7 separate regions of the Mus musculus genome follow, and all the other regions are linked to region 3. A link is a contact called in public Hi-C, HiChIP or PLAC-seq and promoter capture Hi-C data. All regions are on one chromosome and are shown on one strand. Each heading gives the region's core, a stretch centred on a gene start, on an enhancer-like site or on the middle of the called end of the contact. The rest is flanking DNA. Distances are from core to core; before and after follow the strand shown.

Region 1 (4,279 bases), core at 1,206-3,705, 400 kb after region 3:
CATCTCATGTGAAGGTGCATGCAATGTTCTCTCATCCTCAACTGACGCCTAGAAGTGTTCTACACTTGTTAGCTACCTGTCCATCCTCCACAAGAAGCCATGGTGCAACAAGCTCAGCCAGGGTCCAGCTTTAGCTGCAGACCAACCATCTGTTTAATACAACCTACATCTGCCAGCAGCTTTTACTGGTCTGAGGAATGACTTTTCTAAAGGAAAATGAGAGTTGCTCATGAAATGGCAGCAGAGAGATGATTTTATTGAAGTTTTCCCACTTTGACACTCTCCAGTCTTCTGAGGCCAAGTCCATGTTTGGAAAATGCCATCAGTGTTACTTGACTTCGAAATTCAGAGAGGTCGATGTTCTCCAGAAACTTAGATCAGTCTGGCATAGATCATTCAGACATTTTTTTTTCCACACTAGCTCAGGACTTCAAGGAGATTGGCTAAACAAATGACCTAAGGGATAAGACTCACGATGGGCAACATTTCCCATGGAGTAGTCTGGTCATAATTCCACAGCTTTGAATCATCATCATATTGGACAGGGTCATAACATTGTAACACAACTAGTACATAAGCAATTTAGGTCAGAAATTAAATAAAATAAAGATGGCCACCCTTAGAATTACTTCATGACATTTAGTAACTTCATTCTTATGATTCTGCAGTCTCTTACGGTAGATACTGTAGTATATGCTGCTCAGCCTCTAGATACAAGAAAGTCTGATCAACCCCTATGAGCATCAAGCTGGCAGCCCAGGTATCAGGATCTGGTTGATACACCAGATGGGCAGTCTTAACCACTTCCTGTCCAAATTCAAGATTCTTTCTGCTTTTTTTATTGCAAATGTTTTCCTTTTATTTATCTCATGGGTTTTAGGCACTTGGAATACTGTGTATCACACAAGCCAAACATTTATATAGTATAGATGTGTATAGTTGTGTTTATTCTCTATTTATTAGGCTATATTAAAACAGTAAAACATCAAGAAATTGTTTGTTTAGTGGGTACTAAAGTATGAGAAATATAAGGCATTTGTTGCTATAGTTAGGGCTCTGATGAGGACACACCAAAGACATTCAAGCAAAGTTATAACAGAGGGTGCAGTCAGTACAGAAAGGGAAGGCAGAGGAAGAACCTAACCTGGGATCAAGGGGAAAAGAAGACAGTACTGTCACTTCTCTTGGATCCTCACAGCTAGCCTTTCCTTGAAGAAAAAGAGGGGGATGGGAGGAAGTACTTGGTAGTAATTTCCCTTTGTGAATAGATCACTAGAACATGAGAGGGTTTTTTTTTATGAATGGATCATTAAAACATGTGGCTTTTTATGCTCAAGGCTCCCTTGTTTTGATCATCACTGAGTACATTTGAGTAGGGGATGAATAGATTCTGGCTTAGCCTACAGAATGAGCATAAAGGGTCCTGATGTCTTTTGATCAAGGATTGATTTGTTGGGATTGCTTTTTAGATGATTTAGGCTGTAGCGTCTACAAGGCAGCTTGCACGAAGATACCAGAGAGGTTGTGAGAGGGAATGGTGACCCCACTGCAGCACTCTGGTCTTCACCAAGTGCTGCTATGGGGTTTTGAACACCTACAGGATCCATGACTGAGGGGAGTGCAGGCCTCTGTTGGTGCTTCATTTAGGTCTTAACCATATGAGGTAGGAGATCATGGGCCAACCTCAGCAAGAGCCACCATGCGAAGAACCTAGTAAAATGTGTATAATCCACACATGGGAAAACTCAGAGATTCCTTGTGAATACCAGTGGCCTAAAGTTAAACAAATGGTGACAGCAAGTCTGAACAATTTAATTGATGCCAAATGAGTATGGCCATAATGTCCCTGAAGCAGGACAAATACTGGCTAAGGCTCTGGACCTACCCTGAGGATCAGATGCTAAGCAGCGCCTACCACATACCCGGGGAGCCCCTGTTTAAAAATACCCAGTGCTCTCGCTTTGATTTTAGTAAAGTGAAGTTTGAATATAAATCAGAACATTCATCTTTATCAGCTTGTTTTCTGTTCTTGAAAGCCCTAGCTAAAGCTGTCAGTTAATATCTGTAGTTCAGATTAGAAACGACAGAGGAAACATCAAAGGACTGGAACTTTACATACCCAGTAACACAACAGCCTCTCCATTAGGTCTCCTGAGAGATGGACATACAAAAAAATCCCTATTGTGGGAGCCAGGAGGGAGCAGGAAGCTTGGGCTGAAGTCCAGGGCTGTCTCTGGGATAAGTAAAAAGCATTTGAGTTAGTTCCCAGCATGGAGGTGCTAAACGCCACAAAACTGAGTCATGCATTGGTCCGTCATCAAAGATAAACTGTTACCAAATGAATCAAAAATTTTAAGCCTCTGAGGTAAAAGAGAAGTTTCTGAGCTCATACTCTGTCTAGGCAAGCTTTTGAGTGTTTTCTTGGATGAACCCACTCATATCCGCTTGCCTTAGGTGGCAGACTACGCCACTGACGCCAGAGAGTGGGGCATGGAAGGAGGTCCTGGAATGGCTCTGTCTGATCTGGTTAGGGCTCCTTCCTCCCTCCTTCTCTGGTGGGAGTGGTATCCACCAAGCCACAGAGAGCCTCTTACCTCATCCCTCACTCTGATGCCTGCTTCCCGATATGAGGACTAAGCCAACTGATGTCTCTGGTTAATCATAGGTCTAACAGCCCTGTGACAGCAGGCCTTTCAAAACCTTCACTTCCAAGTTTCCCAAAATAGTCTTCTCAAATGGACAACAGCTTCTTTGAGGTACAACTCACCCATTGTGCATTTTGCTCACTCATTTTTGAGTGCATTTGTGGAGCTGATCAACCATCACCACAATTAAGTTTTGAACATTTTCATCACCTTGGAAAACCCAATCCCTTTTTACTGACACATTCAATTTTTTTAGAACTCTTTCAACTTCTGTAAACCATAATTTACTTTGTGCTGTTATGGAGCCCTTTATCTTATAACTGATGAAATGGGATCTCCCAGCAATTTGCCTTTTGTGACTTGCCCTTTTGACTAGCATGTGTGAGGCTTTTGAGGTGTATTTATACCGTATCATGGAACAATATTTCATTAGTTTTATGGCAGAACAATTCTAGTGTATGGGCCTACTGTGCTTTGCTGAAATGTTCAGGAGTGGATAGATTCTTGGTCTGTTCCCATCTTTTGGATATCGCACACTGTATGAGACTATAAGGATGTGTGTTCTCACCTTTCTTGGCTTTACACCCAGGAGTGGAATTGCTAGTTGGTAAGGTCTCTTAGTGCTTACTCTTTCAGAGATCTTAATAGACTGCATTCTAAAGCAGCGGGATCATTTTATATTTCAAACAGAAGTGAATAAAAATTACCATTTCTTCACATCACCACTATTGCTTGTTATTCACGGTCTTTTCTTTTGTAATCACACATCCAGGTATAGAGTGCTAGCTAGAGTTTCTTTATTAATTTGTTTATTGGGATAGTATTCTTGGGTAGTGTCTTCGTATTATTCAAACACTGAGTTCTGTGAAGCGGAGAGCTGAATGCAGAATGAGCTTTGGTTATGTTAAGTATCACCTGTCTCAAATGTTTTGAGAACATCTTTTCCATCACCTTCCGATTGGTTTAATAAAAAGCTAACTAGCCTATAGCAAAGAAGAAGAGAAGAGGCAAGACTTCTGACAGAGATAAGAACTCTGGAAAAGAGTCAGACCCTGTTGCGCTCACCTCGTCCAGCAAGAAAAAAATGCAACACGGTCGGATTCTTCTCAACAGCCTTTTTTATTTCAGGAACACCTCAATGCTACGGGAACTCCGGAAACCCAGGGAGGACTGCTTATATACACCCCAGCACTGGGGAGAGCTATGTGTCCTCCTGGGATTGGTCAGTCTTCCGGCACTTTGATTTGTATGCACCTGCTTGGGAGGGGTTGGCACCAGATTCGGGCTAGCGCCTGCGCAGTGGCATTGTTTACAGATGTACGGGAGGCCGGCGCCATCTTTTAGGCGCCCGGCTGCCTACAAGACCCCAGAACATTTGCCAGCCAGATGCCGATGAAGTAGCACATATGAAATTGAGGAACAGTAAGGAGTCATTTGGCCGAACACAGATTAGGATTAAAAGGTTAATTTAAGAGCTAGTTGGGAACAAGCCTAAGCTAAGGCCTAAAGCATTTATAAACATAAAAGATTTCTGTGTCATTATTTGGGAGTTGGAGCCTCAGAGAAAGTCGTTATATTTGTTCCTTGACAACTGCATACCTTTGTATAACACATTTTGATCACACTCACTACCC
Region 2 (3,721 bases), core at 820-3,319, 430 kb after region 3:
AAACAGTATTATGGCAATGCTGGACTGAACATTTTATCTCTTGCTGAAGAGAAAAATAAATTCCAGGCAATTTAAAGATGTAAATAAGAGTTAAGTATCTAAGTAGTATTAAAGGGAAATATTCTAAAAATGTCTTAACAAATGAACCAAAAAGATAAGACATAAAGTGCATTGGTTAATTATACTATATATACTTAATAACTAAAACATAAAAGTATTGATAAATTATCCTGTTCTTGGCATTTTGTAAAGCAAATATGGTAAGTACTGAGATAATTGTGAAGCACAGCCTGGGAGATGATACTTGAACTACTTATGGCTCTGCCTGACAAAACGGCATTGTTTGTGACATTTAGGACCAGTACAACCATCAAATAGAAAAAAAATGGCCTCATGACATGGCAGAAGAAAAATCCTCATGGCCAACTGTCAGACAGAAAGATGTCAAATCTCTCTCATGGCCAAGGAAATGTAAAACAAAATTCTGGTGAGAGTATGAATTGGTACAAGCCTGTTAAAGAATGTGATCTAATGTGAACCAAGTTCATCAATACCTTTAGTTAGGCATCATTATCCATTAAGGAAATTCAAATGATATCATTGTCTGTTATCAGCCCAATGCTCAGCCTCCTTCTCTCGCTTTGTGAAGTGGTGCTTAGCTGCTTGCTCCAGGAAACATTTGCTCCAGAGAGTGTGCCATTCCAAAGATAATTTATTTATCATGAATTACAGCTTGAGCAAGCTTTTTTCCAGAGTCTTGTCAGACTATGCCCACCAATCCAATTCCCTTATGTCATAAATATTGCCTGATTCATACTAGCTCTCTGTCATAGCATTGTCTTCATCAAAACAGGTCATAAAAACATAAATTTTCACTTTGAGACATTGTTAAGAATCTGCCATAATGTTCATCCTTACTGTGGTTGACATAATAAACTTTGACTTTTTTAACAAGTGCTTTTTGTTTATTTGATTTGGAGGCATAGAATTTTAGGTTATTTTCTGGGGCTATTTTGGGGGAGATATTAGGAATAAAGTTAAAGATGTGTATATAATATGGCCCAAGGAAAGCAACACATGCATGAGCCTATGGTTCAAACTGTGAGCTTAGTGAACTGGGAAGCCATTGTAATGAATTACAACCCCCACAATTTTAGAATGGAATAGAGTGGATGGAAATGAGTATGAATGGAATGGGATGGAGTAGAATCAAGTGAATAGATACATTTAAATAACAAAATTGTTACGAACTATTTTATAAAAATTGTAGTTCAATATATGTTTGCATAGTCACACATGTGTATCAAGACATTAACTTAAACTGCATATGAATGTAAAAAGTAAAAATTGTATAGTTTTATTTCAGAATATTTGTAATAATAAGAAATTAAAAACAATCTCAATGTTCAAAAATAAAGCAATAGATGGTATATATTCATGCAGTGAATTATTAACTATGCAGTAGTTAAAATGAGTGAACTATATAGTTATATGAATCAGCACAAAAAAATCTTTAAGACATATAGTGAAATAGAGAGAAATTTACAAAAGAAGAAATAAAATAGCACAATTAATAAATGGACTGGTGAAAATTGTCAGATAGTTCTCAAAAGATAAACTATAAGTAGCCAATTACTATTAGAAGATATGTTCATCAAAGCTAAAGTTGCCCCAGCCTTGTGCCATCTAGGACTACTTGATTATCTATGTGTCTCCCATTCTGTCCTGCACAACTGAAAGGCATCTCTAGAATTGCTGTCAGAGAAGTGTTTAGTTCTCAGGCCTTTGCAGATCTAAAGAAGGCTGAGACCTTCTCTCTGGGTGGGCTGTGGGAAAGAGGAGTCTGCTGGGTGACACTTCATTTGAAAGCCCTTTTGTGGCCTTTGCATCTGGAAAGTCTTCACCAATCTGAGATTCGGATCTCAACTGGTTTTATTACAAGATGGAAACAGTCACCATTAGAATCATTCATAAACCGCAGATGAGATACAGCTCCCCAGCCAGCTCTCTGAGTGGGGTGTACAGGCCGTCTTTGACTGGTTGTTTGTGTTGGCATTGGAGACAGCTCTGCGCTGCCAAGGATGAGCCTCTAACTGGACCATTGTTTCATAGAACTGACTAGTTGTTTGATGAAACTGGCTGTAGGAGCCTCTTGTTTTGATGTGGTGTAAACAGAACTCCACTCTCTTCCCAGTTCTGTGTCTGTGCCTTCTCTCTTGGAAGGACTTGGCCAAAAGCCCTGTTTGACATAAAACAAAACAAAACAACACAAAACAAAACTGGAGATATGGACTCAACTCTTCAATATTCAATGCACCACCACATCCTTTGTCTTTTTCCTAAATGGTTGAGGAATTTCTTTAAAATATGAGAGAAATAATGACTGGCATTTGACAATGATTTTTTAAGAACATATTTAGTGGTATATATTTGATAATTAAAATTAACAAAGCTAATGGTAAAAAAAAATTTTTAAAATAATGATTATGGATTGGTTACCATACCACATTATTCTATAAACCCAAACTCATCTTTACAACTATCCTACAAAATAGGTAATGACTACTACCATTTTACAGCAGGAGGAATTGAGACATAAAGGTTTTAAGTAGCCTTCCTAGGATCCTAAAGCCTGAGAAAGGAGTTCAGTGGAGCCTAGTGAACTGTATAGTTAACTGTCATGTTTGAACTAGGAAGGTGCAGTTGCCAGGGCCCAGGGAGATGACAGTATTCTCTTCAAGAATATGAGTAGACATTGTCTTAGTCCTTTAGTGTACTGAAGTCATCCTTGCCTTTGCACTCTTGCCTGCTGATAATAGTATTTAGTACTAGATAGGTCAAGCAATATATTTGCTCCAAATTAGGCATTTAATACATGAGCTTCAAGTCTCTAGATCATTGGCCTGATTTTCTTGAGTATGAATATGGATTTTTCCATTAGTTTTTTTCCCTTTGAATAATTTTAATTTGCTTTATTTTCACATTTTTATATTCATTTAGAAAAAAGTTACCCTAATAGTCATATTGTAGAAGTTCCTTTCAGAAAAATTCTATTTGGAACTAAGTTTTATTGATCCCTAACTATAAAGAATTTACCAAAATGAACCTCTAAAGTGATTAGGGATTGGGAATTTCTCACTCACTTTTATGTGAAATTTGGCTGTATTCATCAGATACTCTTCCATACGTCATGTAGGGGATGACATGCACACTGGGTGATGCAAACTCTTTGACTTGTCCTATGGATATAGGACAGCATTCCCAATGCCCATTATTCCTTATTCACTGTTGAATACAGCTTGGCTTACAAAGGTAGTTGGAAACAATCCAGCTATTGTCCCTTCAGGAACTTATATGGTGGCAATTAATATTAAACAGCAGGAAACAGATACTGTAACACCTCATGAGCTATCTTCTTTGTCTCATCTCTGGAATTTATTTGAAAATTGCCAAAGAAAATAACTGCTTTTCTCTTAACCAATCAGTATCTAAGAACAACAGTGACATTTTCGACAGAAGAATTTCTTGGAAAGACTTCTCTTTATAAAAATGTATTTTGGAAAACTGACCAACCAAAGTACACAGAACACAGAACTGGAACATTTAAGTAAGAGGAAGGTTTAGTCAGGCTAATCAAATAACAAAATAATACAGTCCTCCATTACCTGATTTTTATCCACCCAGTGTAAACGTAAGCATAGAATCTGAAGTACCATCGTAC
Region 3 (3,962 bases), core at 1,374-3,873:
GTATGCACCCTACTGCTTACATTAATCAGGGTGCTTTCGGTGGACTTCCCCAGAATTCTCCAAATCTTAAAAAACACAGGGGTACTCACAGCTGGAGCAGCCTTTGTTCCTGAGAATGTCTTCTGGGGTGGTTCCAAAGACAAACCTCACATTCTGCAGCACCCCCTGTGGGCAGAGGACAGACGTGGTTTAATGCTGGGCGTGGGGGTGGGGCGGCCAGTCTGAGTTTGCTTGTGGTGAACGCTCAGAAAGTTTAAAAGAACTTAAGATCATCCTGCCAAACTATCACAGAGACATAAATTGCCGAACAACTTCAAAATCTTAATTGTGTCTTCTGCCAACTGGAGCATTTTACAAAGAATCCAGTTTTCAGGCTGCTTGGGGTACACAGGAAATGGAATTTGATCCCAAGTCTGGAGGACATGATACTCTCCAGTGACAAAGAGTTAATGTGGGCGTTCAAAGCCACGCTTGTAAGAAAAAAAAATATCTGAAAGTTAAGGCAAGTAAGGAGTCCCAGAGGCACATGACTGGACTGTTATTCATGTCTTGCCTTAGATCCATACTGAAAGCACCCAGAACACCCTGCCCAGGGACTCAAATACTGACAAAGTATCCTTTTCATGCCCTATTAAAACTGCTAGGTACATTTGATACAAGTTACTTTCCTAAGGGCACAGGGAGTACCCCATTCTGAAACAGGCTGAGTGTAATAGGAAAACCATTTCTTATCTCTCCTGATAGCTTTGAAAGCATGGGTCCCAGGTCCTGGCACCATTACAACTTATTTCTTATTAGGAACAAAATTTCTCGGGTCCCTATCAAATCTGAAACCCTGGAGTTTTGGGTCATCTGTAATATGATTTAACCAACCTTCTGGGGGTGTCTGTTCCTCTTTACATTTGAGAATCATTTTTAGTCTACCGATATTAATTCCACATAGCCCTTGTGACAGGTAAGAAGATTTACCTGAAAATTGTCATTGACATCTCCCTTTGCAACTCGGAGCCTGGCAACGCTGGCCAGATCCCTGGTGAAGATGCTCTGGATGGGTACATCCAGCTCCGCGCTCTCCATCTTATCACAGTCTATGTAGAGTTGAGCCCGGTCCTCTTGAACAAACAGCGTGATGCTCTTCCACTGGCCAGTGGCCAGGAGAGCTTCCTCCACTGACACCACTTGTTGCTTCCCTGGCAGGCTCAGGCTCAGGTCCAGGGTGCCAGCTTTGCCGTTGGAGACCACACTGAAGATCTGGCCAGTGTTGTCTTTCCGTTCCACAGCCAGGAGTGTGCCCCGGGTCTTCTTCATCTGCCTCAAGGAAGCCAGGAAGATGAAGCCTTTGTCGGCCCACACAGCGTCCAGTAGGTCTTGGAACTTGTCATCCGGCACAGCGGGGATCAGGTTGGCATTCTCAATGCGGAAGGCGGGGCTGGATAGATCTTGGCCCTTCACCAGTCGGCGACCGGGGCCCCTTCGTGCACCTCCAATGAGTTCAAAGATGTCAAACACACCGTTATCTCCCCCAGACTCTGTAAGGAGAGAGAAGACAATCGGCTTTCTAGGCTAGGTATAAGGGGGTAAAGTTCTGGCTGTGAGGAGCCAAGGTGGGAACTCGTGACAATAATGGCAATTATGGAAAGCTGAGCGAGGGAAGCTGCATCCTTATCAGGAGATAAGGACTCCAAGGAAACACAGGAGCTATCGAGAGAGAGAGAGAGAGAGAGAGAGAGAGAGAGAGAGAGAGAGAGAGAGGAGAAGGGGGAGGAAAATGAATATATCACAAACTCACCTGGAATGCGGTTGCTTCCACACATATGCAACAGGAACAGGACACCTAGTCCCCGCAGGAGCTCCATGGTGGAGCCTTTGTGCCCAACACGGAGCCTGTAGCAAGAAGCACAGGAGGCCAGAGTCAGAGACCAGGAAGCAAGGTGGAAGGGCAGAGGTGTGTGTGTGTGTGTGTGTGTGTGTGTGTGTGTGTGTGTGTGTGTGTTTCTTCTTTTGCCCCATATGTGCTGAAAAAGAAGGGTTTACTTTCCAAACGGTATCCAGTATAAAAAGAGCGCCAGAGGCAGGGGGATTGTTGGAGTTCCAGGATAAAGGGTATAAAGTGACTTGGGTCCGTCCCCTCCCCCCCGCCCCTTTAGACAAGATTACAGAATGTATTTTGGATGGCGACAGTCAGGGGTAACCTGGAGACTACTGGGGAGAAAATCTTGGGGTGTCTTGGAGGTATAGTTTGTGAACCCGAAGGCTGAAGAGAACCAGCTCCGGAAAGTTCTTTCCAGGGGATAGACGGGGCAGGATAAAGGAGTTAGGAAAACCAGAAGGGGAAGAGTAGGAGATGAGGAGTAGCGCTGATCATCTGCAGCCTGGGGCTTTGAGGTGGCCGGCCAGGTGCTCCGCAGAGGCGGGAGGTTTACCTGTGTGCACCGGGGCTCAGTAACCCGGAGAGGTGGCAAAGGTGAAGTGAAGGACAAGGACGCTGAGTCCGGTGAAGACGCTGAGACTGCCGGTGCGCCGGGAGAGACCGTGGCAGAACTGGATAGCAGCTTCGCGATTGCCTGCAGAAGTCCGATGAGGCTGGCTGACTCCAGGCAGTGGCTGGCTTGACTGAGGAGCCCAGGACCTTTTAAAGAGGCAGGAAGCAGGGAGGGGGGAGGGTTCTCGGGGGCGGGGGCGGGGGACGGGGACGGACGGGTTCATTTCTCCGCCCCCTGCTGCTTGGCGCACAGCTCTCGGGCTGAAAGTGAAGGGGGAGACTCCGATCCCGCACAGGAGCCCTGGAACTTGTCAGAAAAATAGGTCTCCGCCCACGCAGCCTTGGCGTACTCAGCCTTTAGCGCTTAGGATCTTGCGCCATGTGAACTGGAGACGTTCTGCATGAGAGTCCCCAGACGCGATGCTTCTTTGGGGACCACCTAAGACCCTTTAGGGAGGCTTTCATTAAAGCACATCTCCTTGAATAATTCCATGACAGAGACGCTTGGGGATCGAGACAGTCTGGTTTAAAAATAAAAGAGGGCAAAAGGTTGGACCCCTTAAAGGAAGCTGCCTCCTGAGTCAATCCTGGTGGGTGGGGGATCCCATGTCATCTATACTTTGCGCTTCACTCCTGTCCCGCACGCCTGCCTTCCGTCTGACTCACTAAGGGTGTCAGCACGGTGTTGCACAGGGCCAGCAGGACCGTGCACGGAGGTCGCCTTCCGACTCACTGTCCAAGTCGAGAGTTTTTTCCCCAGTTCTACTTTGCTTCCTCAGATGGCCGCTTGGGGGCGGTATATGTATTCTGATTTAGGGGATCCTTTCGGAGAGTTTTTAGCGGCATTTTAAGGAAGCGAATTTATATCCCGCTCCCTCAAGGCAAAATTGAAATTGTGTCTTGAAAAACAATTTTGTGCCCACTCGTGTTTCTTAACGTGACTCCCGATAGGAGAATTTGCTGAACCATCTGGCTCCAGGATCTTACACTATTTACAGAACGGACCCGTAGAGTTATAAATTACTCTCTACCTATTATTTTATTTCCCATCTTTCTCCCTAAACAGTTTTTTTTTCATTTTTTCGGCTCCCAAAACCGAGGTGTGGTTTACATTTCTGTGGGTATACACTTTTCCATCAGTAGACTGCTGCCTGATCCTTTGTCTCTGAAGTCTGGTCTCAATGCCATCGGTCCGGAGCCAAGATGACTCCAGCTGCCTGGAATTCCATTCATCTCTTTGGGAAGGGACGTCAGCGGCGGCGATGCTTCTCCAGCTGTGGCCCTGCGTGAGCAGGCTTGGCTCTGAGTCCAGGGATCCAGGTAAAAGCATCACCAAATAAGGATCTTGGCAGAATCAGGGCGGGGCCGGCTGAGGGACAGCTGGGGCTCCCTCCCCTTATCAGTTACACCTGGCTGGACTCCCAAACCTTGGAAACACCCAGGACTTTATGCTCATCACACAGCAATTTCACTTTCCTTG
Region 4 (3,877 bases), core at 129-2,628, 500 kb after region 3:
TCTCTAGTGAGAAATGGGCTTTTCCAAGTCATCTCCACCTCCAGGCTCCTCCCATGCAGTCCACCTTACCTGTTCTCCTTGTCTTCCATGGCCACCTCCTCCTCGCCAGAGGCTTTGCCATCGGGATCTTCTCTCTGGGATGCAGATCTTCAAGTATCTTGCTTCCTCTCTTGGTGTCTTCAGCGAGGCCTTGTCTCGTACCTTGTTAGAAGTGTCTGTGCTTCCATCCCTTACTATCTCTCTCCCATTTGCACTTGAGTTTCTAATTGACTAAATATGTCTGAGCTCGCATTGTACCTGTTCAGCTGGCAGCAGTCTTATGGAACTTGTTTGCTCTTTGGTTGTCTTCCTCTCCTTGGAAAATTGAGAGTCTTTCTCTCTCCAGCTCACTAGTCACCTAAACGTTATCACCTAGAGTAGCTTTTGATACGTGATGAGTATTTGGCAAGTATTTGCTAAATACCATTACTAATAATGAAGTGAAGGGGAAATCCTAGGGAATCATAAAACAATATAGAATTTGCAGAGTGGTTCCCAAGTTCAAAGTGGAGAGTGTTTTCTAAACCCAATGGAGAGAGTGTTTGCATCATGGGGGGAAATATAGGGAAAGCTTGAGAAAGGACAGTTTTTCTTTCTCTTGTTTTCTAACTATCAGTTAATTAACAGTCAGAACAGATGGTAACCACAGGAGAAATCCAGGGTCACTACCCAGAAAGAAAAGCCCGAGACAGAGGCAGCTACAACAGTGTGGGAAGGGGCTGCTGGTCTCCAAGTTGACAGTCTAAGTCTAAAATACTGGAGGGCTCCTAACAGAACCCATCAGAGCCACACATGCCCTGTGCCTGCTGACTGGTGGGGGCTGGCACATGAAGGGCAAAGGAGGTGGCAGTTGAGCTTCTTGTGCCTCCTGTTTTCCTCCTGTTTCCAAATGTGCTCCTTGGGTCTCTCTCTCTCTCTCTCTCTCTCTCTCTCTCTCTCTCTCTCTCTCTCTCTCTCTGTGTGTGTGTGTGTGTGTGTGTGTGTGTGTGTGTGTGTGTGGTTTCTTTTCCTTGGCTCCTGAGTGAAATCATTTTGATCATGGCACTTGGTGACCCAGTATGCTTCCTCCCACTAATGAACAATCCTGTCTGCAAAACAGAACAACACCTCTGAGATGGCTGTTTATCTAGGCAGCATTCAGCCTCTGCAGCCCACAGGACCCCCTCCTGCAAAACTGGTGCTGAACAGCCTCAACTTGGTGAAAGGCTGAACTGTGTCTGCTCTACTTGATTAACAGGCAGTGGCCATTTCATTAAGGAAAGAGGCCTGAGGAATCCAGTCTGCTGTGAGGACAAATGTTTTCGCATCTCTGTGGTGCCCACAGGGCCTCCTGCAGCTTGGACTCTAGAGTACAAAGACTGCAGTGATAAGGGGTCCTGGAATCCCATGCCTGGCTCTGAGCATGCTAGTTGCCCATGAGATTGATAGCTGGGGTGCAAAGGCTAGAGACATCAGATTAATTTACATCAGCTGTGTTCACAGAAGGATTGGGTTGCAGCTGGTACTGAGCCATCAGTGATCAGACCTCTGGGACAAGGCTCAAGTTTGCAGGGAGAGGGGAAGATGGATTGCCCCTAGACATACCTGCTCCCTGCGAAGGCAAGAGCCTCCAAAGTCAGCCCTGCATTACAGATAATCCTACAGGAAACCAGGAAGAGAGCAAGTCTTGTGACCCTTGGAATATGGACTCAGAAATGGAAGCTTTCTCTTCTTGTCCTAGGAACAAGCTGCCTTAGAAACATGGGCAGCCTCAGTGTCCTCTATGATATACAGCTAGTGCTTCCAGGTGAACTGAAAAGCAATTGGAATTCTCTTGGAAATAATGTGTTTTTTCCAATACTGCCATTTGTACAGTGGTGTGTGTGTGTGTTTGTGTATATATATCATATATAATTAATTCATAGACTAGAGTACTTATATGTCATTAACTATATGGTCAGTTATTGCTTTGTAGAAAGCCCTGCTAGGGTCCTAATAGTGAAAATCAGCATTAAAAATAGGAGTAGAAAGACCTAGGGATTGGTGCCTTTAATTCCAGCACTCAGGAGACTGAGGCAGGAGGATCTGAGTTCAAAGCCAGTCCAAGCTACTGGCTAAGGCTTTGTTTTGAAAAGAAATCAATAAAGAGAAGCCAATAGAAACAAAAGGCCACTTTGTCACAGTGTTTTGTTGCTGAATATCATTTAGAAGTAGCTTGGAGCTGGCACAAAGGAGGCCACAGGCTTTTAGAACTGAGAGTTATGAAAGTGCACACTGGAAGGTGATCTTGTGTGCGAGTGGGGGCAGGGAGTGGGATGTCATGATGGGTGGAGAAGAAACCATTCGGAAAACGAAGGACAAATTCTCCATGGAAATGGTTGTGGACCATGTTCCAAGGGAAACCACTGTCCCAGAGCATCCTTCATTTGTGAAACATATGAGTCAAGTTGCATGGTAGACAGGAAATCTCACTGAAGATCATAAGGCCTGAAGCCTACAAAGAAACTTGACATTTCACAAAAGTTTTGATGTTTTCAAAATTCACACATCTAAAGAGAAAAAACAAACAGTACCCCCATATCTCCTGGTCCACCAATTAGGTGCTTTCTCAGTTACATGCTCCACATTCCTGTAATGACTGGGAGAAGACTGGGGCCTTAATAAAATTCAAAGTGAAATCAAGGAATACCCACAAACCACTATTTAAACAGAGGCACAAAATCAAACATTTACAGAGGGAAAATTAATGTTCTTGGGACAAGTTCAGTGGTGAGTAAACTGGTGCACAGTTGCAGCTGCCTTGGTGTGAAATTCTTAGGATGAAGGGGCACAGGTAATAGGATGTACTTTACCTTCTGGAGAACAGAGATCTCATTTACGTGACCCTGAATTCACCCAGCACAGAAGCATAAGGTGGACAAGTTCTGAAAGAAAAGAAAAAAACAAAACAAAACAAAACAAAACAGAAAATACAAGCCAAACTAACACAAAAAATGACTACCAGTGATAGCAAAACAAATCATCACTAGCTTTTAAAGATAGGCCATCGAGTGGGAGTCTTGGAATCAGACTCTGAGGCCACAGAGAGCCATGAAAAAGGGTAGGGGATAAGAAGCAGCACCCATGGGGCATCGGTGAAGTGCTCAGTCATTGCAGCCCCTGTTATGCAAGCGTGAGACCCCAAGTTCACATCCGCAAGCATCCATATTAGACACCGCGCACAGTGGCAACGCACTTTTAAGTCCAGCACAGGCAGGGAGGGGGACTGGCAGATAGAGACAGGATTGCTGCAGCTGAATGTGCAGCCAGATTTCATTTGGTCATTCATTTCAAAAGACCCTGTCTCAAAAACTAAAGGAGACGAGTCGAGGAAAGGCCCACACAGATGCAAACACTTACACATGTAACCTCATATGCACATGCACATACCCACATCACCAAGTATATTGAACATACACACACACACACACACACACACACACATGCGCATAAAGCATCATGCCACTGTTGCAAATGTGACACATTGGATCCCACATCCAGCCTCAGTTTCACTCCGTTACAGCTACATGTGAATAAACTGCCAGGGTGGTCAGATCTTATGATCTATTTCCAAGCAAAACAGAAGTTAGAAGTCTATGTGAATGGCCTCAATAGTTAATGTGTGCCACAGATGAAGGCGTGGTTCAGGCCTGTCTTAGGTACTGTTCTATTGCTATGAAGAGACACCATGACCAAGGCAACTTATAAGGGAAGTCATGTAATTGGAGGCTTCCCCCTCAGTGTCAAAGGCTGAGGAGAGCCCATGACTATCACAGTGGGAAGTGTGGTGGTAGCAAGTAAGCAGGCATGGTGTGGGAGC
Region 5 (3,797 bases), core at 729-3,228, 440 kb after region 3:
GCACACTGTGAATGAACACACTACCTTTAAAGCAAGTCCCCGGTACACTATGGCTGAGGTGATGTCCAATAACTTTTGCTAGTCTCACCTGTCCCCTAAGAGTAAGATCTCAGAAGAAGGAAGCAGGGTTAAGAGAAGGTGAGGGCAGGGACTTTTAGCAAACACCATAAGCAACTCCATAGCTTTATTGATGACAAAGCCTGAGAGACCCTAGGCCCAGGGAAGGACACTTCATTCTGTTAGGCTCTGTCAGGTTTCTGAATATTCTCCATGCGAAGACAATGACAGACTTTTCAAAGATTATGTCACAACTAGGTAATGTCTTATTTCAGCAAATAGAAAGGTAGGTTTACTGTCTATTGAAAAAAATAACACGAGTTGCTCAGCTCACGATGCCTCGTCCATAACCCAGCACTGTGTGGGAAGCCATACTAGCTGTCTGTGTGTCACTCTTGGTGAACTGAGACAGGAGATGCTGGCATTGCAGCTCCAGATACTGGAGTGCACATGCATGTGTGCATATGTGCATGTGTGTATGTCTATGTGTGTGGGAGTGTGCATGTGTGTTAAATTCCTTTGTCAATGAACCAGAGAGAAGTCTCATATCCTTTATTGGAGTCTATGAAACTGTGGGAATGTAGCTTGTGAGTTTGAAAGTAGTCTACTGTCTCTGACTTCCTACTGCTTTCTAATTGAAGATCAGAGTCAACAGTGCCTACTAGAAATTGCCTCTCAGATTCACTTTCCCCATAACTGTCCTTTATCCATTGCTCCTCCACTTTTGCATGCCCTTGTTGGCCAACAGTCTATAGATAGAGAAAATGGATTTGTCAATGTTTTCACACCAGCGGCTACCAACTGTTCCCAGAGAACTGTAACTGACTTCATTTGGCCCACAGTCTTCTGAATCTATCTGTATTTACAGGTAAACCTATGTTCAAATTATAAAGAGTATATTTCAATAAGTCATGTACATAATCATAAAATCTTCATAAATATGTTTTCTTTCAAACAACTTATTAAACTTATTGGTGACAATTAATTAATTCTATACTTAGATTCATGAATGTCTCCACATGCCTTCAATTTTCTTTCCCTTCTCTATTCTTCCATACCCACTATAGCACAGATCTAGAACAAAGACAATTGAAGCATCCCTAAATTGGAAGGCAGGAAGATAATAAAAATATCTAAAGTTTAAAGGAAAGTACATTTGGTGGAATGGTCATTAGAAAATTCTAATGTTCAGCAAGTCAGTTTTAGACGCAAGGCTCAACAGTCTCTTTTCTCACCCCTGCCCTGGCCTTGTTGATGTTGAAGTGTCTTTCTCCCATTTCTGCTCCTGTCTGTCTCTCTGATGAGTTCTTGGGGAAGAGACACCACTTCATGTGCTTCTGTATGGCTCATTGTACAGATTGGCTGCTTATAGCATCTAACTGTCCCCAAAGGAGAAGCTAGCTGAGTTCTTCTAGGAAGAAATGCAATATCTTACAACGTAATAGTATAAGATGGAAACCTTCCCAATTCTGATGCAGTATTCCTAAAAGCTCAATTCCCTCTACTAGGAAAAAATCTCATATAAATTTCAACTATTTGATTTGATCTTCTTGTTTACTAATTTCTGAAACTACTAAAAATACATCTCATTTAAACCAATCAAAATAAAGGTTCCTGTAAATATCACAGTGCTATTTAGGTCTTATGGAAATGGAGCTCCAGTCTTCGTTGACCCATTTTCCTGTGCTTAAGAACATCTTCCAATCATGCGCTCCTCTAGCTTAGTTGTTTATTAGTGATTTTAATGCCTTTGTTTAATTTTAATAATAATTTCTAAGGGATGATTCCTCATCCAAGTCCCAAGTTCTCATACTGATGTCTGCTCTTTTTATCTTTTCTGAGAGGGAAAAGAGACCAAGAGCTGACACACCAAAGCCTGGCAACCACAAAAGGGCTGGTCTGGCTACTGCAAGCCAGTGAGTCACTGTGAAGAGATCCCTGGGGCCCAAACTTACTGGCCAGCTAGCTCAGGCAAAGAACCTCAGTCTAGCTAGCTAGTGGGAACAACTAACCAGGCTGCAGTAGATTGATTTCAGTGGTTTCCTTATTTTCTCCTAGAGCTACCCTTTGACAGGATGCTAATATTTTATAAGCCTAAAGTCTATGATTTTTATTAGATGGATACCATTTTTCCCAGCATGGATTAAGACAAGTCTACAGGAAATTCGGAGCGCTCTCAACTGATTGTGTAAGCCTTGTTGTGCTTGGTTTATGATCCAGGCCGGCAAGATTAATAAGTGTCAGTTAAATCTGTCTCCTCCTTAATTTATCTTGTTTATCACCCCCATGAGCATATACTCTTTTCTAGGTTCACTGGTCAGGTATTTTTGTCCTTGTTGTTATTGACAAGCTTGAGTCGTCTGAGACAGGAAACCCAACAAAGAAAATGTCCTCATCAGATCGGCCTGAGGGGCATTCTCTGAATTGTTGATTAATGAGGAGGTGCCCATCTCACTGTGGACAATGCCATCCCCCCTAGGTGGTGGTCCTGGGTGTATAAGAAAGCAACCTGAGCAAGCTGGGAGGAGCAAGTCAGCCAGTGGCATTTTTCCATAGCTTTGGCTTCCGTTTCCTGCCTCCAGGTTCCCTCCTGTCCCAACTTCCTGCCCTGGCTATCTTTCACGATAAACTAAAAAGTGTGAGATGAAATAAACCTGTTCTTCACCAAGCTGCTTTTAGTCATGATGCTTACCTCAACAACAGGTAGCCAACTCTAAGACTTTAGGTATGGGTCCTAGTTCCTGTTTCTAGAAACAGTCTGATTATCTCGTCATTGCTTTATATAGATAGTATTCTTTGAGTAAAATAACAGTTGAAGCTGTGAGAAAGCTTTAGGCTCTAGGAAGGAATAAAAAAAATCAGTTTATTCCTCTAAAAGTTAAAAAAAAAATCTCCCTTTTTTTCCTGATTGGATTTTGACTCCATGACTCCATGAGCAAGAGTTATTGAAGTATGGTGGGTGAAACAGCCCCTTTGTTTCTAGGTAGGCAAAGATTTTTGAGCTTCTGTAGGAAGAGGAGCGAACTCTTAAATCCCAGTAGGTGTCTGAGCAGGTGTCTCTCCACAGCAACCCCTGAAGGAACTCAGCTTTTCTTGTTCCTTTCTGCATATAGAGACACTCTGCTTCTCTAACATCTTTGGTCAGCTTGGTAGCAATAGAGTTGCCCAAAGTCCGATTACACTTCGAGGCCAATTCAGCCTCCTCTGGTGGACATTTCAGAGCCACTGACCTTGTTTTCTTACTGAAAGTGAAGTCTAAAACTCTGAGTCAAACCAATTCCTGGGAGTGTTTTTCTGAAGCAGCCTCTTGGAGCATCTCTTACACCTGCACAGCATTGCCTTACCCAGTGCTAAGAATAGGAAGCCAAGCTCCACATGAACACTGGGCAGAGAAAGAAGGCAGGGGAAACAGAAAGGCCCTGGTGCTATGTCTTAATGCCAGGGCACACAGGGTGCCCTGAGGCATCCAAGGAAGGTGTGACACTGTTTACCAGGGAGAATGGCTGCTGCTGCTGCTGCCTGGCTCCCTACGCCCTGTCTGGCCTGTGAAATTTGATCTAAGTCACAGGAGGCAAAAACATATTAGTCTGACCACAACTCACATTCCGTAGGAGGAAACAGGATTAGAACATTGCTATTCTTGCCCAATGCTGCTAAATTTAAGTCAGTTTAACTGTCCACTGCAGTCTTTTCTCCAAAAACCAAAGGCAAGCATCATTTGGTTCGAACCTAGAGGTGAG
Region 6 (4,108 bases), core at 111-2,610, 370 kb after region 3:
GCTGTCATTTATTCATTCACTCATTCACTTACTTGATTTCTCATGGAAAAAATGTGTGTGGAAGTCTGACTCCACCTTATCACTTGGTTCTGAAAACACTGGAGAAATTTCAAGAAGAAATTTCTATTTGAGTTCTCAAAAAGGGTCTCTGAATCTAAAATGTGGACAAAGTGAGGACCACATTGGGATGAGGGGTTGAGGTGACTCAAAAGAGTGGAGATCTGATTATGTCAAGAATTGGAAGCAGGTAATAAGAACATGCATATCCATCTCTAGAAATTCTTATTCAATAAGACCTCTTCATATTTGTGACCAAAGTCAAGGAGAAAGAAAATATCAATGCTCATGACCAATTTCTCAAAGGCATTGCTCAGTACAGTAGATTCTGTATTTGGGCATCCTTTTTTGAGGCTGATGACAGCCCAATGTCACTTGCCTTTCTTACATGTATTCACTTTTCCTAACTACTGCTAATTATCCACAATGCTATGTGTTTTACCTTTATCGGTCAGTGGATTGCTAAGACCCTGATAGCATACCCATTCGCTGTCCTTGCTCAAATACTTTTAGCATGGGCAGAGGAGAAGCCAGAGATTATCAGTAGAATATACCTTCCTTCTAGCCATCCATTTGACCTAGTACACTGCACATTCCTTTACATACCTGCTGATCAGTTGACTAATAGTCATTTCTTAACATTCAAACTTCCTGTTGCAGTTGTTCCCTAGTAGAAATGATATTCCTCCAGGAAATCAGGACTCTAATACTGATCTAATCTCAGTACTGGCATCAGTTCTAGTCTCAGTTTTAAAACTATAGGGATTTGTTCAAGGCTGCTTTTACATTTTAATAACAAGGAAAATAATTTTCAACAAAGGAAACCTGAAACTCTACACAGGAATACATCATTCATCAGGCGAGTCTAGGCTTTAGGGGCAGGATGCTAATTTTGACCCCCACTACTAGTGTGAGAAGAGATGAATTATCAACTCTAGGCATTGTTTTCATCTTAGAGTCAGAGCTCTCTATTCTGTGGAATTTGTATAAAATCTGACTTAAGAGTTGCATGAAAGAACTTATACGAGGTGACATTCACTACAGCATTGCCACCCTCCATGTTGATTTCTAATGTGACATAAAGTTCTCAGTAAAAAGAGACAGCCCTTGTCCTTCTGCCCCATCTGGGCTCCCCTTTCTTCCTCCCTCACACATAATCCTGAGTGCCCTCTGGGAAAGATAACCTAGGAAACCACAAAACAAATACAGAAGTGTTTACATTTTCTCAGTAGCAAAAATAGCCAGAGTTGACTGGTCTTTCTCAACACTCCTTGATGCATGACTAAGAGACTTTTGAAATGTCTTCTTAAGTTTTCCTACTAGGGATATTGGTATTTCCCCACCATCCCACTCCTAGCATCTGAAGAGCTGTGTCATTTCTCAGAGGACTATTCAGGCCTTCCTATGCAGCTATTCCGAGAAATGAACTAACCTCTTTAGCACAGTGAGATGTGATATGCATAAATTTTAACACTGGGTCCTATCTATATGGAGTGATATAGCGAAATGGGAATGGAGACAGTGACTATACAGATGGAGGAAGATTCTCAGGGTTGTTAGAGGGAGTACTATAAATGGAGAAAGGTGATACTGCACTGTAACTTGGCCTTGAATCTATACAGAACTCTCATTTACACTATCCCCATGGGCTCAACATATATCTTTCATCTTCTAGGCATTTATTTCCTCATTCATGAAATTGGAAGGACTTTGAATCCAGCTTCATGTAGTTAAGTGAAAGAGATGACAAATGATAAGTGCCTTGGGGACAGTGAACACTACTAATTTTCAATAGAACTTCTTTTGTCTCTGTTCCACCCCAATCTATGTCCACACTGAACTAGATTCTTGCAGAGCAAAGAAATAGCCCCAATTTTAAGTTCCTCCCTGTTCACACATTGGCTGGAGAATGTCCATTACATTGGACATGCATTTTTACTGTTTATTTTACCTGCTTGCCAATGGGTGTTTAAAAGATTATGACTGCCCAAGTAGGTACTGGGTACAATATACTTGTACCAGTGAAATAAGCATTGTCATGGTTAATCTTGGTTAATCTTCATAACTGGATCTAGAATGGCAAGTCTCTGGGCACACTTCTGGGTGATTTTCTTGATTAAGTTAATTGAAGTGAAAAGGCCCATCATAAATGTGTGGTTTCTGGATGGTGGCTGAGCTATAAGGAGGACTGGTGGAAAATCTTCTGTTTACATCTTCTTGGCAAATTCATCTCTCTACCTATGAGTTCATTTGCCTTGTTGAACTGCTGCTGCTAATTGTTGTTGTTGATGTTATTGTTATTGTTGCTATTGTTGTTAACATGGGATCTCAGCATCTTTCACATTCTAACATGAAATAAAGGCCATTGGCTCTCCAGGAATCACCCAGGCCTTTCGCACTAGGTTGAGATTGCTGAGGCATCCAGCTCTATCAACTAAATAGTTTCCATAATTTCAGCATCCCTGGAGTAAGGATTGTCATATTTGTACAACACACATATATGGGTTCTTACCCTCTGAGTACCCAGATAATACTGGTATTCTACCAGTAAAACAGAGAAAGCCCCATAGGGTCTTTCACTACTACCTTGGAATTTCAATGTCAAGCAAAGAAATCAAGAGCATCTTTAGAGCCAGACTTTACCTACCAAAGCCTGGCATACAACTGGAAGGATTATGACAACAGCCATAGTGGAAGTGGTCTCAGCATTGTAGTCATGGTGAGGTTATCTCAAGGCCAAGTAACCCCTGCTCCCATAAATCATCCAAAGGTTCCTGTTTTTCTATATTTAGTCTCTTCTACATAATATCTGAATGTTAGTACATTTCTAGTAATTAGTCTAAGTTCTGAATGACACAAGTCCAGTCTGAGCTCTTTTGATGAACCATGTCTCATGTCTCATTTGCCTCTTGGCTGTAGTGGCAAAGATGACTTGTATCTGAACTCTTGACTTCCAGGTGTAGATACATGATGAGCACCACTATTAAAAATAAAATAAAGCAAGCATCCGAAACAAAAGAAAATCAAGACATAGCCACGTTGAATCAATCCTTCCTTCACAACATTTCTGTGCTTTGCCTGACTATTTGGAACGTTTTTTAGCCTGTGAATATCAATAAATAAAAGATTATAACAGATTACTCAGGGATATGATTCAGTCCAGTCTAGAAGGAGGTCATTAGCAAAATATTTTCAAATTGTCTTATTCTTCTGTTTGGAAAAACTAATACTTAGATATCTGTAGTCACAGTATACTCTCTATTTATACATTATTCCAGACATTTATTCAGCCATTGTTTGCTAAATGTCTGCTAATATAACTGTATCTTGTGTGTGTGCACGTGCATGCACACACACAGGAGATACAACCCTCACCATTCATAAAAAGTATATAGTGTGTCTCTGAATTACCTCCATAATCTACATATAGCCCTCATTCAACCAATAAGAGGCCACTAAAGAGTGGTAAAGTTTATGGAGGGAAATTGAACAAGTGGGAACAGAGAACATCTTTGTAAAGTGGACCCATCTGACCCTCTGATAAAGTGTTAGCTCAACTATCTGAATGAAGAGAGATGGAAGACCATGTGATACTGGCAGAGGAAATAAGAAGTCCAAGGATCTGAGCTAGGGAGATGCTTCACAAGGGCAGGTCAGTGGGGAGATCTTGAAGTGGAGAGACTAAGGGGGACACCAAAGAGGCTGCGGGGTGGAGCCTGTATCCCTTGTAAGGACTTGGTATTTAAAGAGAGATAAGGATATTACCTGCCCTACGTTTGAGGTTAAAACTTTTTACTGAATAGAATAAAATTTTATGGAGAAGGAATGCATGAAGGATGACTGAAGAGTTTATTGCAATATTCTGTCTATGAGAGAGAGAGAGAGAGAGAGAGAGAGAGAGAGAGAGAGAGAGAGAGAGAGACTTTCCCAGTATAGGTGTTTGAAATCAACATGTGTAAAGGAATGTAAGAGGCAGAAGGATTGGGCAGAGGGAGGCATTGAGCCCAGTGAAAGTTGGTCACTGCTAAGGCTTAGCCACTGCCCCTGGGAG
Region 7 (4,009 bases), core at 1,377-3,876, 310 kb after region 3:
GATTTGAAGTTTGATCCAAAGTTGTGACAATGACTGTGGACTGATGTAGCCTGTCACCCACTGAGAACTGGCAGTTCTCCTGGGCACCATTTCCTGGGCTCAGCTGTGGTTTCTCATAGACAAAATGGCACCCAGCAAACCTGAAATTGCATTGTATTCCAAATATTCTTCAGTATTATGAGTTGTGAAAATAAGAATTTATACAGAGCCGGGTGGTGGTGGCGCACGCCTTTAATCCCAGCACTTGGGAGGCAGAGGCAGGCGGATTTCTGAGTTCGAGGCCAGCCTGGTCTACAGAGTGAGTTCCAGGACAGCCAGGACTATACAGAGAAACCCTGTCTCAAAAAAAAAAAAAAAGAATTTATACAGAACCAAGGAAGGGGAGATACATGGTTATAGAGTTTTTGTCTGTTCTTACTTAGGCACGAATCTCTATTTGCTAACATCATGCCTTGCTATAGTTTTGAACTTAATAATTGCAGAATTGAAGCTTATATCTCAGGACAGGAATTTCCACTTATGTTCCAACATTCCTCCTCTCCTGTGCAAAACCACAGCACTGAGGTCATCTAATCCCTTGCTTTTATGCTTTCCTCCATAGTCCAATACTGTCTCTTCTCTCTGGTCTTTTGACCACAGTATAAAGGGAGATATTTGTTTTGGCTCCTTCACTCCCTTTATTTGTTTTTACTGGTGATAGGTCATGCTGGTAAGAAGTGGAATGCAGAAAACAGAAGCAAAGGATCTCTAGGCTTTGATATAATAAAGGGTTTGATCTCATCCATTTTCACTAGGTTTTAAAATACCTTTTTTTTTTTTGCAACTGTTATACAGTTCTATAATTAGTTTAAAAATTAAAAATGTTTAAATTGCCCTTGGATTTTAAATTTTTTCTTTTTCTTTCTTTCTTTCTTTCTGTTTTCCTTCCTTCCCTTTTTGTCTTTTGTTTTTGTTTGTTCGCTTGTTTGCATATTTTTGTTTCAAGGCTTGGGTTCTGGTTTTCATCTTCATACTAAGCCACTATAGTAACCCAGTATGGCCTGTCTGTTTGTGGCTTTAGTGTCCTCACCTATAGGGTGTGGGATTAGGCTGACGGGTCTCCACTCTTTCTTCAGGCTGAAAGAACTTATTACAAAACATTTTAGGTCAAAGATCTTAGCTTTGAAATATCAGGCTGGTTGTTACTTATTTAAATTATACTCCTTAAACAGCCATTGCCAGGGCATTATGCCATTGAGAAATAAACTATGCATATCCTGCCTCAGTCTTAGAAGTGTAGGGCTAACATATACATTCTATTTGCACATAGATTTAGCAAATTTGGGATTCTCTCCTTCTATATAGTAAGATAAATATAGATATATCCATACAGACTTAACTTCAATTAATTTTCATAGCTCTAGAAGCCTTGAGTAAAATGACAACAGCCATTACATATCATGGAACCCCAATGATATTGCATGTGACTGTGGTGAGCTTGAAATAAGAAAGATTTGTTCTTCCAAACTTGTGCTGCTGATAAGCTTATTAAGAATATTTTATTCAACTAAATTAAAATAAAAAGTAATAGTAAAATACATCAAACACAGATATTCATCAGATAGTCTTACTAGGCAAGCAATCTGTAGTCACCATATTGGAAGACCACTTGGCATATTTATTGGCTAGATGTGCAGATGCCTGCAGAATCAGCCATTTGGTTTCCAGTATAGACTTAGCAGAAGTGAGTAACTGCAAAAAGGTCAAGTTGGAAAGTAACCAAAGAGTTGAACAGTAAAGAAACATTATCTGTTCATACAGTTAATGGCAGTGTAATTAACAGGACAAGAAGAATGAAGATCCCCAACCCTTAGCATACAACACCATGAAAGAAATTCATAAACATTATTCTGAGTAAAATTTAAAAAACGACACTTACATATAAGGTGAAACATGTTTATATTATTAAAACCCAGAATAGAGTTTATCCATAGACAGTATGAGAGGAGATCCTGGGATAGTGTCTAATTTCTTCAGCTGTATCTTAGTTGGATTGATATGTCACATTTGTAGACATGTGTCTGGCATCACATGCCATCTATGATTAAGCTATTTTATCTGTGTCCATTATATTTCAACAATCATTTTGTAGTTTTTTTTCCCCATGTGCTAGTTCATTCAACTTACACAATAACTCCAGGCAATAAGAAGGGCGGGATAACTTTCTCCCAGTTACCAAGAAGTGAACCTGACTCAAAGTTTTGTCCAAAGCCTTTGGGCTGATTAGTCATAGATCAAGATCAGGTAAAAGAAGGCAGTGCTTTATAGGCAGATCGCTCTGATGCCTAAAAGGTATTTAATAAATACTGTCTAGTGCTAAGTTGTAGAGTTCCTAGTAACAAAAAGGTAGTCATCTTACCGTGAAATTTTCTGGGGCAGTGGTGCATGTGTATGTGTGTGTGTGAGTGTATAGTGTGTGTGTGTGTGTGTGTGTGTGTGTGTGTGTGTGTGTGTGTGTGTGTGTGAGATCTCTGGCTGGATCACATGCATTCTCTCCTCAGAAGGAAACAGAGATATGCTCTGATTCAAATGCCCTTGGTGCTGCCAAAATACCTGTGGAAAATTGTGCAACTATGTCCCTCTAGGGCTTAGAAGTGAATGAGTCACACCCTCAGTTCTCAGACATAGTGCCCAGGAAAACAGGAAAGCTCACGTCGGCAGAAATCCATTATGTGACCTTGGATTAATCATTGAGCTTCTTTAGGGGCAATTGTCTGAAAGACCAATAGTATGAGATTCCCTCACTTAGAACCATATGTGTGTTCCTCCTGTAGTATACCTTTGTGAGGTTCCCTAAGGTTTTTTCCCTTCCACACATGCAACCATATTTCATCATTTTTAGAGGCATTGGACTGTATTCAAACTTGCCAGTTCCCTTCTGGTCACTTAAGATCAGATTTTACTTGTTTACATTTGAAATTCAGCATGGCCAGTTCCCTGCCTATCTTTAGCTAAGAAAGAAGACAATCAACTGAGTTATATAAGTAACCAGAAGTCATATGCAATTTCTTAATCATGCTTCCTCACAAAATATTCTATAGATGAGCTAGGATGTGGTACAGTGGTTGCTAAGCATGGCACAGGGCCATGAGTTCTATCCCCAAAAGTGCAAAAAAAAAAAAGTGTAATAAAACTTTTCTTGTCAACATAAAATTCCAGTTATTTATGATGTGGAAAACAAAAGAGATAAGAAGTCCCAGAAATGAAATCTGTAATTACTTGGATAATAACTCTGAACCTTCTTTGGAAAAAAATATGTAGAATGTAAAATGTTTTGATTTAGGGCTCAACTGTAATGTCAAGGTCATCCAATCATCCAATGAGCTCAGAAGGAATCTGAGAAAAATAAAGAGATAAATAGAAGCAGATGTTTGGAAACACTTGAATATTGCTAGGGAAATTGTATGGTTAGAAATCAAAATGTCTGTGTTGTATCCTCCACCCTAATAAGGCTATGATATCAGGCATTTAAGTGGCTGTTCAGCAACTTTTCAGAAAAGAGCCATGGTTCCATGTCCTCTATCACTAAATGCCTCCATGAGGTGTATTTTGAAATGAAGTCTTTGTTAGGATACCCCGAAGGAGCTATCCTGTCATGATTTCTATTACTCAAGACCTGCATTTAAAATTAGCAAAAGAGCATTTTGTTGGCAAGGAGATAACATTAGAAAGATTTTGTTTTTCAATTGGTCAGCACTTTCATCCTCAGAAGCAAACTTCTCTTGCTTTTAGTTGGTACAATGGCAAGAAGTAGAAACTCCCAGTTTATATTTAGTTGTCAAAGCATGACGTGCTGTTAACATAGTTCTGTGGAAGATATCGAGCCCTAAGGATCAAACCACAGATTAACAAAAGCCCAGTGAGGAGGTAGGATCTTCTGAAGTCCTCGGAGGGAAGGCTGGCCACGCGTCATGTGAAGGTGGCAAAGGAGAGGTCATTGCAATATGGGATTCAGGAGTCTCGAGAAGGG

Evidence for each region. Promoter capture Hi-C pulls out the DNA fragments that hold promoters and counts their contacts. A called contact is a pair of places that touch in the nucleus more often than the background predicts. HiChIP or PLAC-seq counts read pairs in DNA pulled down with a chosen protein or histone mark.
Region 1: a contact with region 3 is called in a promoter capture Hi-C map of embryonic stem cells, with 6 times the contacts expected there. The contact joins the enhancer-like site here to the promoter of Thbs1 in region 3. A contact is called at or near these places in 9 of 39 promoter capture datasets (the 3T3-L1 cell line, 3T3-L1-derived adipocytes, the C10 cell line and 4 more), 2 of 15 datasets of contacts at CTCF or cohesin (the NIH/3T3 cell line and large pre-B cells), 2 of 484 Hi-C or Micro-C datasets (bone marrow-derived macrophages and ventricular fibroblasts), 25 of 115 datasets of contacts at active chromatin or transcription factors (the NIH/3T3 cell line, bone marrow-derived macrophages, cardiomyocytes and 16 more) and 2 of 9 other capture datasets (adipose tissue and embryonic stem cells).
Region 2: a contact with region 3 is called in an H3K4me3 HiChIP or PLAC-seq map of neural progenitor cells, with 11 times the contacts expected there. The contact joins the enhancer-like site here to the promoter of Thbs1 in region 3. A contact is called at or near these places in 4 of 39 promoter capture datasets (embryonic stem cells, frontonasal cranial neural crest, hematopoietic stem and progenitor cells and 1 more), 1 of 15 datasets of contacts at CTCF or cohesin (the NIH/3T3 cell line), 6 of 484 Hi-C or Micro-C datasets (nephron progenitors and uterus), 13 of 115 datasets of contacts at active chromatin or transcription factors (the NIH/3T3 cell line, bone marrow-derived macrophages, craniofacial prominence and 8 more) and 1 of 9 other capture datasets (embryonic stem cells).
Region 4: a promoter capture Hi-C map of embryonic stem cells shows a contact between it and region 3, with 6 times the contacts expected there. The contact joins the enhancer-like site here to the promoter of Thbs1 in region 3. A contact is called at or near these places in 12 of 39 promoter capture datasets (the 3T3-L1 cell line, the C10 cell line, embryonic stem cells and 6 more), 2 of 15 datasets of contacts at CTCF or cohesin (large pre-B cells and pro-B cells), 16 of 484 Hi-C or Micro-C datasets (the AtT-20 cell line, the C2C12 cell line, CD4 T cells and 12 more) and 21 of 115 datasets of contacts at active chromatin or transcription factors (bone marrow-derived macrophages, craniofacial prominence, differentiating embryonic stem cells and 17 more).
Region 5: a Hi-C map of the C2C12 cell line shows a contact between it and region 3, with 6 times the contacts expected there. The contact joins the enhancer-like site here to the promoter of Thbs1 in region 3. A contact is called at or near these places in 12 of 39 promoter capture datasets (the 3T3-L1 cell line, 3T3-L1-derived adipocytes, the HPC-7 cell line and 5 more), 4 of 15 datasets of contacts at CTCF or cohesin (the NIH/3T3 cell line, large pre-B cells and stem cell-derived epiblast-like cells), 10 of 484 Hi-C or Micro-C datasets (the C2C12 cell line, the Patski cell line, adipose-derived mesenchymal stem cells and 4 more), 22 of 115 datasets of contacts at active chromatin or transcription factors (the NIH/3T3 cell line, bone marrow-derived macrophages, cardiomyocytes and 14 more) and 2 of 9 other capture datasets (embryonic stem cells and liver).
Region 6: a FOXA1 HiChIP or PLAC-seq map of pancreatic cancer cells shows a contact between it and region 3. The contact joins the enhancer-like site here to the promoter of Thbs1 in region 3. A contact is called at or near these places in 5 of 39 promoter capture datasets (the 3T3-L1 cell line, cancer-associated fibroblasts, embryonic stem cells and 1 more), 3 of 15 datasets of contacts at CTCF or cohesin (the NIH/3T3 cell line and large pre-B cells), 14 of 484 Hi-C or Micro-C datasets (the MC3T3-E1 cell line, adipose-derived mesenchymal stem cells, bone marrow-derived macrophages and 7 more), 14 of 115 datasets of contacts at active chromatin or transcription factors (cardiomyocytes, a colorectal cancer cell line, embryonic fibroblasts and 10 more) and 1 of 9 other capture datasets (embryonic stem cells).
Region 7: a contact with region 3 is called in a FOXA1 HiChIP or PLAC-seq map of pancreatic cancer cells. The contact joins the enhancer-like site here to the promoter of Thbs1 in region 3. A contact is called at or near these places in 20 of 39 promoter capture datasets (the 3T3-L1 cell line, 3T3-L1-derived adipocytes, the HPC-7 cell line and 13 more), 3 of 15 datasets of contacts at CTCF or cohesin (the NIH/3T3 cell line and large pre-B cells), 32 of 484 Hi-C or Micro-C datasets (B cells, the C10 cell line, the C2C12 cell line and 17 more), 25 of 115 datasets of contacts at active chromatin or transcription factors (the NIH/3T3 cell line, bone marrow-derived dendritic cells, bone marrow-derived macrophages and 16 more) and 4 of 9 other capture datasets (adipose tissue, embryonic stem cells, liver and 1 more).

The regions. Positions count from the first base shown.
Region 1 is chr2:117,708,602-117,712,880 of GRCm38.p6, reverse strand. It overlaps Gm32210 (a long non-coding RNA gene), which reads right to left. Exons shown (of 3, transcript XR_374901.1): 2 at 2,120-2,233. Among named protein-coding and RNA genes, the nearest start is that of Gm32210, 5.8 kb to the right of the region's middle. Within about 2 kb of position 2,455, at least 34 of the 459 cell types and tissues checked have an H3K27ac peak or open chromatin away from gene starts, as enhancers often do. A contact at or near this core is called in pancreatic cancer cells, where this site is marked.
Region 2 is chr2:117,684,354-117,688,074 of GRCm38.p6, reverse strand. No RefSeq gene overlaps it. Among named protein-coding and RNA genes, the nearest start is that of Gm32210, 19 kb to the left of the region's middle. Within about 2 kb of position 2,069, at least 25 of the 459 cell types and tissues checked have an H3K27ac peak or open chromatin away from gene starts, as enhancers often do. A contact at or near this core is called in neural progenitor cells, where this site is marked.
Region 3 is chr2:118,110,537-118,114,498 of GRCm38.p6, reverse strand. Thbs1 (thrombospondin 1) reads right to left here and starts at 2,623. Exons shown (of 22, transcript NM_011580.4): 1 at 2,424-2,623; 2 at 1,790-1,884; 3 at 970-1,529; 4 at 90-165. The coding sequence starts at 1,856. It overlaps Gm13986 (predicted gene 13986), which reads left to right and starts at 3,297. Exons shown (of 10, transcript NR_126479.1): 1 at 3,297-3,802.
Region 4 is chr2:117,612,497-117,616,373 of GRCm38.p6, reverse strand. No RefSeq gene overlaps it. Among named protein-coding and RNA genes, the nearest start is that of Gm32210, 91 kb to the left of the region's middle. Within about 2 kb of position 1,378, at least 8 of the 459 cell types and tissues checked have an H3K27ac peak or open chromatin away from gene starts, as enhancers often do. A contact at or near this core is called in neural tube, where this site is marked.
Region 5 is chr2:117,666,537-117,670,333 of GRCm38.p6, reverse strand. No RefSeq gene overlaps it. Among named protein-coding and RNA genes, the nearest start is that of Gm32210, 37 kb to the left of the region's middle. Within about 2 kb of position 1,978, at least 38 of the 459 cell types and tissues checked have an H3K27ac peak or open chromatin away from gene starts, as enhancers often do. A contact at or near this core is called in the C2C12 cell line, the SN4741 cell line, adipose-derived mesenchymal stem cells and 3 more, where this site is marked.
Region 6 is chr2:117,741,288-117,745,395 of GRCm38.p6, reverse strand. The region is part of intron 2 of Gm32210 (a long non-coding RNA gene); the gene reads right to left. Among named protein-coding and RNA genes, the nearest start is that of Gm32210, 38 kb to the right of the region's middle. Within about 2 kb of position 1,360, at least 39 of the 459 cell types and tissues checked have an H3K27ac peak or open chromatin away from gene starts, as enhancers often do. A contact at or near this core is called in cancer-associated fibroblasts, granulosa cells, pancreatic cancer cells and 1 more, where this site is marked.
Region 7 is chr2:117,801,513-117,805,521 of GRCm38.p6, reverse strand. It overlaps Gm13985 (predicted gene 13985), which reads left to right. Exons shown (of 3, transcript NR_126427.1): 3 at 1-873. Among named protein-coding and RNA genes, the nearest start is that of Gm13985, 9.3 kb to the left of the region's middle. Within about 2 kb of position 2,626, at least 51 of the 459 cell types and tissues checked have an H3K27ac peak or open chromatin away from gene starts, as enhancers often do. A contact at or near this core is called in the C2C12 cell line, the HL-1 cell line, Kupffer cells and 5 more, where this site is marked.